Regions from separate parts of the Mustela erminea genome. Here region 1 is linked to region 2. Evidence: chromatin contacts called from public Hi-C data. All regions are on one chromosome and are shown on one strand. Each heading gives the region's core, a stretch centred on a gene start, on an enhancer-like site or on the middle of the called end of the contact. The rest is flanking DNA. Distances are from core to core; before and after follow the strand shown.

Region 1 (4,821 bases), core at 1,779-4,278, 190 kb before region 2:
AATTCTGAACACTAAATATGATGAGAATGTAATTTTGATATTCCTTTACATTTAGCTGCAGAAGGGATCTGTAGGCATCAAGATCAAGCTCATGCAGGGAACTCGCTGAAAAAATATTTTAAAAATTAGTAACCTAAATTTTAATTATTCACATATAGTACATTATTTTTAAATGATACATGCTAAATTGAGTTTCTTTTCAAAGATTCTAATATGTTTCTTCCTTTGCTAATGTCCAGAAACATCTACAACTGGAACATTGTATTTGAAAATTAAGCTGAATTCCAGTTAAACACAAACAAATCCCATATGAATGACTCTCTTAACTAAAAAAGAAAAAAAAAAAGATTTATTTCCCTTCTATACACTGACTCACTGAATTGAGCTAAAAATTTCCAAGGGGAAAAATGATCTAGGAAATAAATATAGGGAGGGAAAGGGCTGGGTTTCCACCGTGATAGCTTCTGACTTGTTTTCAGTTCTTAATTAAAAAAATTATTTACGAACGATGGGATGCATAATGTAACGCGGAAATCTTTTACAATTAGAGTAAAAAAAGAAACCTACCTTTCCTTTAGAACAGTTCCCCTCTTACCAGACAGCCTGATTGTTTATGAGACAAACACTTGCACTCGATCTAGACATTCACAACTCTTTTATTAGCCATCTTCTTTTTTATTTATTATTGACATCAATTAGCCTGAGTCATGAAACCGGACCACATTACAGACGACACGTGGTCCAATCACTATTTTTAAAAGTCCACGTATTTAAAACTCCTTTCTCCAGCCATTGCTGGGCTGTTTCTCCTTTGAGAACCTGGTCTCCGCAGCATTTACTCATTAGATGGCAGTCCTAGGGCAGTCTCGCTTTGGGGAAACCGCTCCTCGGTCACATTCAAGAAAACCACCAAGGAGACCTGGAATTGGTGCTGGTTTCTAGTCACTTACGTAGCAAACGAAACTGAGAGACGTGCTCGGGAGGACACCCGGCAGGTGCGGATGGGTTTCCGCAGTGACCACTGGTCGCGGGTGTGTGCGGCACGTTCCGGGATGCAGACACCAGCCTTCAGACCCATACAAGACCCGGCCCCGGCCCCCCACCCAATCCTCAGGAGCCCTTCGGACACGCCCCCCCCTTCACCCCCCCCCAGCCTCAGCCTCCCTTGCCCCGCAGCCCAGCACTGTGCACGCGCTTCGGCTGCTCCCCGCAGCCGCCCACGTGGTGGGGCCCCGAGCCTCGTGAGGCCGCGAGGAGCGCCCAGGGCGGGCCGCGGGTCGTGGAGGCCCGGTCAGAGCGACCCAGCCTGGCAAGCCCCCTGCCCGGGCCCCCACATTTCCTCTCCCGGAGGGAGGCGACACTCCGTCGGCCGGCCTTCCCCGGCGCCAGCCGCGCCCCCTGGCGGCCGCCGCGGGGACGCGCCCTGGGCACGCGGGGCAGCCTGTCTGGGCCCCCCTTCCCCGGCTCGCGGCCCGCGGCGGGCGGCGGGCGGTCTCCCCCTCGCGCCCCTGAGCCAAGCCACGCGGGCCGCGCCCTTCCCCTTCAGCTCCCCGCAAGCCCCAGAACTCCGGGCTCCCTGGTCGCGAGGCCGCGGCCGTCCCAGCCTTGCGTGAAAGTGCCCGCCTTAGTAGCTTGGGGGTCTCCTTTCTCCCAGGTGTGCCCCTCCCGCCACATTCGGGTTTTCCAGCACGCTGAGAAAAAAATGCCGCATGCACGCACTTATTTATTTATTTTGCAACAGCTGCAAGAAACAATGAAGCTTTTCAAGAACCGAGGAAACGCGCTTTCCAGCCGTGCTGTTGTTTTTCAATGAACCTCTCCGGCCCCGCACTGCCCGCTCACCCCGCCCCCTCCGCCCTCACCCCCTCCTCCCCGCTCTTCCCCTCTCTTCCCCTCTCCTCCCCTCTCCTCCCCAGCCTTCTCCTCCTCCGAGCCCCGGGCCGGCGCCGGGGGCATTGTTTTTGGAGTCTTGCGGGAGGGGAGGGCGCGTGCAGGGTGGCCGGCGCAGTGCGGGTGGGGGCGAGAGCGTGTGGGCGCGCGCGCGCGTGTGCCTGCGCGGGCGGGGGGCGGGGGCGGTGCCTCGCAGCCTCGCACCCCACGCCCGGGCTCCGCTCCGCACGTCCCTGGAATCCCGAGCTCCGTCTCTTGGCGCGCGCCGGCCTGGGCCGGGCCCTCGGCGCGCCGCGGCTGCGGCTGTGGCCGCTCCAGTGTGCGCGCGGGCGCGTGTGCGCGGCTCCGAGAGCTCGCGCGCGCGCGAGCCCCCAGTGTGTGGCAGCGGCGGCGGCAGCGGCGCGGTGAGGCTGAGGCTCTTGTTTACCAGCATTAACTCTGCTGAGCGGAAAAAAAAAAAAAAAAAAAAAAAAAGGGAAAAAACCCGAGGAGGAGCGAGCGCACCAGGCGAACTCAAGAGAGGCGAGCGAGCGAGAGGGACGCCGCCAGCGAGCCTGCCCCCGGCGCGCCCGTGCCCGGCGCTTGCAGACCCTCGGCCCCGCTCCCCGGGCCCTCCACGCCCCTCCCGCGCGAGGGGAGCTCCACGGCGCGTTGCGCGCCTCGGCTTTGACCTTCAGCGAGCCGGAGCCCCCGCGCGCGGAGCCGGCGGCGGCGGGCGGGGGCCGGGCGGGGGCCGGCGCGGAGCCCGGGCGGCGCGGCGGGAGTGCTGAGCGCGGCGCGGCCGGCCCGCCGCTTTGTGTGTGTTCTGGATTTGGGAAGGAGCTCGCGGCGGCGGCGGCGGCGGCGGCGCTGAGGGAGGAGGCGGCGGCGAGCGGAGCCCGGAGGAGGAGGAGGGGGAGCCGCTCATTCATTTTTACTCCGCATTTCTGCCCCTGGCCGGCCTCGCCCGCGACCCGGACTTCGGGGCAATCTTGCGAACTGCGTCGCGCCCTCCAGCCGCGGAGGCTCGGGTGTCGGACAGCCTCCCCCTCTACCTGGGGTCGCGTTTGTTTTTCTTCGCTGAGACGAATTTGGGCTTTGCCCCCTTTCTGTGCAGTTTTTCCCCCCTCCTGCCTCTCTGGGTTTGAAAATGGAGGCCGACGACGCCGACAGCCCGCCCCGGCGCGCCTCGGGTTCCCGACTCCGCCGAGCCCTGGGCCGAGGCTGCCGGCGCTGAGGGGCCGCCCCGCGCCGCCGCCCGCCTGCCCCGCGCACCCGGAGGGTCCCCGGCCGGCGCCGCCTTTGGAGTATTGTTTCCGTCGCCCTGTTTTCGGAGGCGGCGAAGACTGAGTTTGAGACTTTTTCTTTCCCGTTTTCTTTTTCTTTCTTCTTTCCTTTTTCTTTTCTTTTTCCTTTTTTTTTTTTTTTTTTTTTTTTGTGAGACGGGAATTTCGTCCCAAATAAAAGGAATGAAGTCTGGCTCCGGAGGAGGGTCCCCGACCTCGCTGTGGGGGCTCCTGTTTTTCTCCGCCGCGCTCTCGCTCTGGCCGACGAGTGGAGAAAGTGAGTATGTGCCCGCCGCCCGCGGCCACTGCGGGAACTTTTCCTCCGAGGGGCTGCGCCCTGTTTGCGAAACCCGAGTTGCCATCGCCGCAGCTGTCGGGCCCCCGGGCTCGGGAGCGGCGGGGCGGGATGCGGAGGGGCTCGGCCGGAAGGTTGGAGCGGCCCCGGGGCCCCGGCTCGGCGCACCCTCTTGCGGGAAGGGCCCCGGGGGCTTTCTCTTTCGCTGTCCCGAGAGTCCTGCCCCGCGGACCGGTTGTGTCGGGCAGTGCTTGTTCCCCCGCGGCCGTGCCCGCGCTGGGATCCGTCGGGGAAGTTCGCGCCGGGCCGGGCCCCGCCACCCACACCTCACCCCCCTCCGGGCGCGCGGGCCACTCCGCACGGAAAGCTGGCCCCCGCGCGGCGCTCAGACGGCGGTGACAGCTCCCGCGGCCGCGCGGGTCCCTGGCTGTTAGGGCAGATACGGTGCCCGGGGGCGGGGATCGGGGAGCCCACCGGCCGTGGCGTTCCAGGACAAGGCGCCCGAGGAGAGGCCCCGTAGCCCCAGGACACGTTTCCAAACCTCCCGGCGCGGCCTCGTGTCGCCAACGCGCTTGGCCCCTCGGGCGTTTTGGGATACTGGCCTTTCCTTTCCCGTCACTTTCGCCGGATCTTCCCCCTCCACCCCCCAGCTTGGGCTTCCCGCGGCTGCTCTGCTCTGGGGTTAGGGGAGCGTTCCGGCTTAGCAGCCCCCGCCCCTGGAAAGCTGCAAGGTCGGGGGCTCTACAGCAGTCAGGCTTTTCCCGGGAACGCGTCTGGGCCACTAGTTTAGAGGGTTCTGGGACTTTCTTCAACCCAGTTGCAGTCCGCCTGTAGATGCCTCTCCTCCTGGCGGGGTTAGGGGGTGGTCCGGCAGCGTCCGACTGTGCAGGAGTAGGTGTGTGGTCCGAGTCGACGTGCATGTCCACACACGTGCTCGCAACGCGGGCTCTAGCTGTCGCCACACGGCCGCTTGGGGACACCTAGGCGCCTGGCCCTGGCGAGAGGTGTCGTGCGCCGCGGTTTGAGGAGCGCCAGGGTCTGCGGCAGCGGGGGCGGTGGGCGGGAGGGTGTTTTGTTTTGCGAGCGCAGAGCCCTCGCCTTGGGTTTGTGGCCAGAGTTGGGTGACTCTACCTCCCCCACATCCCGCACTCCCTTTGCACAAAGTTAATAAGCAGTATCGCTCCGCGCTCGCTATCGCTTGCAATCTGATAGCTTTTGTTTTGGTAGCGTCGGGTAGGGGTAGGGAAGCGCGAGGAGGGAGGGCGGGAGGATTTAGGGCCCCACGGTGTATGGAGGGAGGACAGGGAGGTGGGTTCACATCCTCAAAAAACCGAAGCATACTTTACTGGCACATTCACGATGGTAGGGTAA
Region 2 (5,021 bases), core at 1,957-4,456:
CTTTTTTAGGTTCCCCAAGTGATTCCAACATACAGACAAGTTTGGGAACCACTAAATTGGGGTGGAATATTATTTAGCCGTTAAAACAGAGATCTCCATGGTATAGTAAGTAAACAAAATAGCAAGCAGAACAGTGTGTACAAAAGGTTATTATTTGTGTAAAATAGAGAAATAAAAATACTTGTATTTGGCAAATACTGAAAGCGAAGAATCCCAAGAAGGACGAGCCTGTGCTCTGACTTGTAGCTACACTTCTTTTTTCATTTCTGAGCCATGTAGCTATTACTTATACCAAAAAGTTTTAATTGATGGTAAGAGGCTTAGTGCAAGGCTAATTCTTATTATTGAAAGTACTAAGTTTGTCAGTACCAATGTACCCTTTCCCACCATTAATCTGCATCCATTTGGGAGTATATAAGGGATGGTGCACATAACATGTTACACTGGGCACAGACAGGGTCCTGGAGTGCCAGGTGGGGAACCCTGGGGTGCTCAGAGCACCTGGAACTCCTTGGGTCAAGTGAGGCCACAGAGCTTCATCCTGTCTTTCTGTTGTCTGTTTACAGACTGTCAGCCTTAGGATATTTACTAAAGCAAGACTTCCCCAAAAGTTTGTCTTCCCTTTATCTGGTTACAGTGCTGAGTGATTTGTTCTCAGTTGACCTTTATTGCGCTGAAAGTTAATCTGGAACTTCTGGTAGGGGTGACGCATTTCCGTATGGGTACTGAAGATGTGGTGAGCACAGCACACCACATCTGTCCTGTCCTAACCGGAGCTCGTACGCCGGGGACGGGAGAAGACCGACTACAAAGCCAACAAGTGGATAATCACATAAGAAGGATGATAGTTAAATCTCATGAAGAAATTAAACAGATCTGTGTGATAGTGGTCAGCAGGTGGGCATGGTGGGGCGACATCTGAGCGGGGACCTGAAGGTTGAGAAGCAGCCAGCCACTCTCGGACACAGAGGAACCTTCAGGAAGAAAGAGCAGGGACGGGCCCTGTGCCGGAGACAAGCCTGAAACAAGGCATGTGTCCTGTCTGGAGACCAGAGCGTACTTCACTGGCTCTGCAGCTGCCTGGGGGGACCAATTTGTGAATCTGCTTTTCTGCTCCTGGATCTTTCCAGTTGTAGTCCCCTAGTTAGGGAGGAGAGAATGCCCAGAGGCCTCACCCTGCAAAATGCTCTGGGGGAAGAGGGAGTAGGGTGGAGCTTGTGGAAGTTCTGCCCAAGGTACGAGGTGATTTTTAGGCAGACGAGGAATTTGCTGAGCAGAAAAGGCAGGAAAGAATCTAACTGGCAAGGCAAGCAGCCTGAGCTAAGAGCAGCTGTGTCTGCAGAAAGAGCCTCTGAGGGGTGGGCAGGGACAGAGCCAGGGTCTCTGATCTGGGGATTTGGGGGAGCATGTTAGCAAGGAGCCAGTGGGAGAGCGTGAGGAACTGGCCAGGGGCGGGGGCTGGAGGGAGGGACGAGACAGGGAGAGGATGGGGACCGCATGCAAATGTTTGGCATGTCTGGGGTGTGTTGATGGTGGGCCTGTATCTCCAATAGAGACACGAGTCAAAATATGACACAGACAGCCCTTGACCTCAGGAAGTTCAGGGTCTACTGACGGGGACAGGGCCGCAAGCGGAGTCCGAACAGAGTGCTGGAAGCTCAGTGGTGTTGACAGGCATGCTACAGAGTTCAGAGGAGCTCTGCAGGGACAGGGGAAGCAATGGAGAACAGTGGCCTCTCCCGGGCAGGCAGGGGTAAGGCCTAGAAAGCAGAGGGAACAGTCAGAGTGAAGGGTGTGTGTGTGTGGCTGGTGCAGGAACCTGGGACAGGAACAGATTGGCTGGAAGGAGGGGTGCTTGGAAGGAAGGAGGCTGCACGCATGGGGTTGGGGGCCAGGCTGGAAGGTCCAAAGGGACTAACTCCATTCTGTAGGCTTTTTACAGGAGTGGTGACTTGAAGGGCTGAGAGGTTTCCCTGGGGACTGTTTGGGGTGAGGCATGATTGGAGCACACAGACACCATAGCCTGGAGAAGAGGGTGGGTTTTGGTGTGAAGAAAAGGATCCACCCCTAACCCCCCCCCCCACCAGTTTGCCCTAAGCTCCATCCTACAAGGATTCTTTTGTACTTTTCTTTAATGTTTTAGACTTGGCTCATCTGGTATCTGGCCAGCAATGACAGCATGGCTTATCAGTGAAGAGTCCTGGAGATCCCTCCTGGTCCAGCTCCCTGGTGCCCTTCTCTGGCCTCCCCGTCCTCCACCGGCACAGGGAGGGGCCTCTCTAGAATCTCTCTGGGGGAGGCTGTTTGTGTGGACCTCAGAGGCCACGAGGCACCTCCTGGAGGTAGCCCCAGGAGCTGCCACACTTGAGAGCAGTGCCTCCATGCTGGGTGCCGCAGATTTTCACGCTATGGTCCCGAGGATGGGGAGGCCGGAATGAGGAGTGGATTGTGATTCAAGTCAGACCAGATGGGGAATTACCTTCGATTGCAGTATCCTGGGTGAACTACACCCTCCATGGAAAATGCAAGTTAACCGCTTATTTCTTGTCAAGTGAGCTTAATGCCGTCCTCTCAAGTTTCTTTTTATACATGCCGCAGAACACAGGCACCTTCCGGTGAGCCAGCTCCAGAAACTTGCGATGACTCGGTCTAACAGGGCATCTGATTGACCTCTGTGCCATTAACCGCGTCGTATTGCTTGAGGAAACAATTTTTAGTGCAGGTATTTAAATCAACTTCTAAAGAGCCAGAACTAAAAAAATAATGTCGGGGGAGGGGGGTGGAGGAGACTGGCAGGAAGGAGGGTCAACAAAATTGGCTCTCGCTCTGCTCTCTTCCGATGAGAGTTTTCAACCCAAAGAAGGAGAGTAAGAATCGCGGTAACAGACCCTTAACGGTTTTGCACAGAACAAAAATGATGCGAAGCTGCAAGTCAGCAGTTCTCGCCCAGGGGCTCTAAAGGACGCCCACTCGCGTTTGCTTTTCTGGGCGGCCCCTCCTCGTCTGCCTCCCCACGGCGGGTTCCTTTTGTCTCGGGTGCTGCCCGCAGCTCGGGCTGAGGGCGAGGGAGCTGGCATCCCGCGCCCTCCCCGCCGCGGTGGACCAAGGTTGTTTACTACTTTCTACTCCGAGTAGCACGCCAATCACGAGGGCCCGCCCTCCTCGCCGCCCAATCGGCTCGTTGGGAAAGTCCACCTTTCTGCGGGGCCTGGGCGGCGACTGGCTGGGGCAGCTGTCAGTCAAGCGGGCATCCCGCAAGGATGCAGCAGGAGTATTAGGGACGCGATCACCAGAGCGGAGGAGGAGTAACCTTCCCCATAAACAAGCGGTCCCCCCCCCCACAATAAAGCGGGGCGGGGGGGGGGGGCTTCGAAGCACTACCCAGCCCTGGGGCCCCACTGGAGCGGAGCGGGCTGAGCGCAGAGTCGGGGAATCCCTCCCTCCCTCCGCCTCCCTCCTGCCGCCGCTGCAGTTGTAAACACGTTTCCCTCCATGTCTGTTTTCCCTTCTCTCTAACAGTGGCCATTACAGGCTGCTGTTTACCAAAATCCCGTAGGGCAGAAGCATCTTCCTGGACCCTGTCCTCCATTGCCTGCGCCTCCCTGCCCTTATTCTGGCCTTTTTCTTTTCCACCCTCTGGTCCACAGAGTAAAGGAGGCTGGGTTGTGGTCAGACTTGTTTTCCTTTTATTCTCGTCCATGTGGGACAAGTCATGCTTTGTCAACATGCACCATTTTCTGCGGAGATCGTGGTGCCTTTTTAAATTGCGTGCATGGGCTGCATTGATTGTGGTTAGAAACGCTGCAGCCGAAACAGGCGCAGCTCGGGAAGCACTGGGTGGTTTTTTGTTGTTGTTGCTGTTTTTGGACACATGATATGCTATTTTAATTCTGTGTTTTCTTCCAAGATGGGTCTTGAATCCTTTACCTACTGGTAGATTTGAGATATGTGTACACACACACACACATTAAAAAAAAAAAAAGGCAGCATTGTGTTGGACTAAATGTTTTTGTACCTTCTTCTGTGATCTGAATCAGGTTTCCCATTTCCAGCTGCACAATGTGGTTGTATTCAGTGTGATAGGGGCGTAGTGGACATGAATTATTTGCGACAGGGCTGCCTGGAAGATGCGGAGCGGAGTTTGCGTGGCCTGGAGCAGCTCCAGTGTCTGAGGCTCTTCTGTTATGTTGCACAGGCTCCAAGCAGGAAGCGCAGGCAAAATGGCAAAATACAGCATGTGGCATTCGTTCGAAAATGCCCTTTTCTAGGAGCTGCTAGTGCATGTGACATCTAGTCTTCTTTAGCTTTTCTCTTTAAAAGAAGGGAAAAGTTATCTGTGAAGGTGGCTTGTTTGGGGTATTTTGTGGGAAGCCTTGTCAACAAAAAAATGATGATTTTGAGGTTTGGGTTTGCTGAGCGGAGGTTAGACCTCCTTCGTGTTCTGCATCACAGTCAGAGCGAGAGCGAGAGCGAGAGAGAGAGAGAGAACCATTTCTTGATTTATAGGAAATACAGGAATATTCCTGGGAGCTGCAGCTATGGGGAGGAGAGGGAGTTTGGGCCCATCTCAGCCCTGCAGCCTGTGTACTTTTTCAGCCCTGGGGCTTTGGAGATGCTTCTGGAGAATGAAAAGGGGAAAAGATCCATTGCAAGCATAAATGTAAGGAATGGCACGTGGTGGCCAGGATTTGCAAGAGCAGCTTCTAGACCTACTTAAGCCCCAGGAAACATGTCCTATTTCAAGTTAGCTACCACATGTGATTTGGGTTTCTCTCTCCCTGTCTCTTCATCTTTCTCTTTCTCTCTCCCTTTCCATTTCTCCTTTTCCTCCTCCAGTTGTCCATTTATATTCCCTCCCTGGCTAGGAATATTTTTTCCCAAGATGATCAGATCAATGTAAATCATGGTGTTATTTGAATGGGTTCCACTGTCGCTTCTTGAGTCGAGAGAAATGGCCCTTCTGAGTCAAGAGGTGACAGCAGGTGAGGGAGAGGGCCCCAGGGCCATCAGGTTCCCTGCAG

The links. Hi-C and Micro-C count contacts between places; a contact is called where the count stands out from the background.
Region 1: a Hi-C map of fibroblasts shows a contact between it and region 2, with 4 times the contacts expected there. The contact joins the promoter of IGF1R here to the enhancer-like site in region 2. A contact is called at or near these places in 3 of 3 Hi-C or Micro-C datasets (fibroblasts, skeletal muscle and spleen).

What each region holds. Positions count from the first base shown.
Region 1 is chr5:18,272,274-18,277,094 of mMusErm1.Pri, reverse strand. It overlaps IGF1R (insulin-like growth factor 1 receptor), which reads left to right and starts at 3,028. Exons shown (of 21, transcript XM_032342166.1): 1 at 3,028-3,432. The coding sequence starts at 3,339.
Region 2 is chr5:18,077,851-18,082,871 of mMusErm1.Pri, reverse strand. The region is part of intron 2 of IGF1R (insulin-like growth factor 1 receptor); the gene reads left to right. Among named protein-coding and RNA genes, the nearest start is that of PGPEP1L, 110 kb to the right of the region's middle. Within about 2 kb of position 3,206, the one cell type or tissue checked has open chromatin away from gene starts, as enhancers often do. A contact at or near this core is called in fibroblasts, where this site is marked.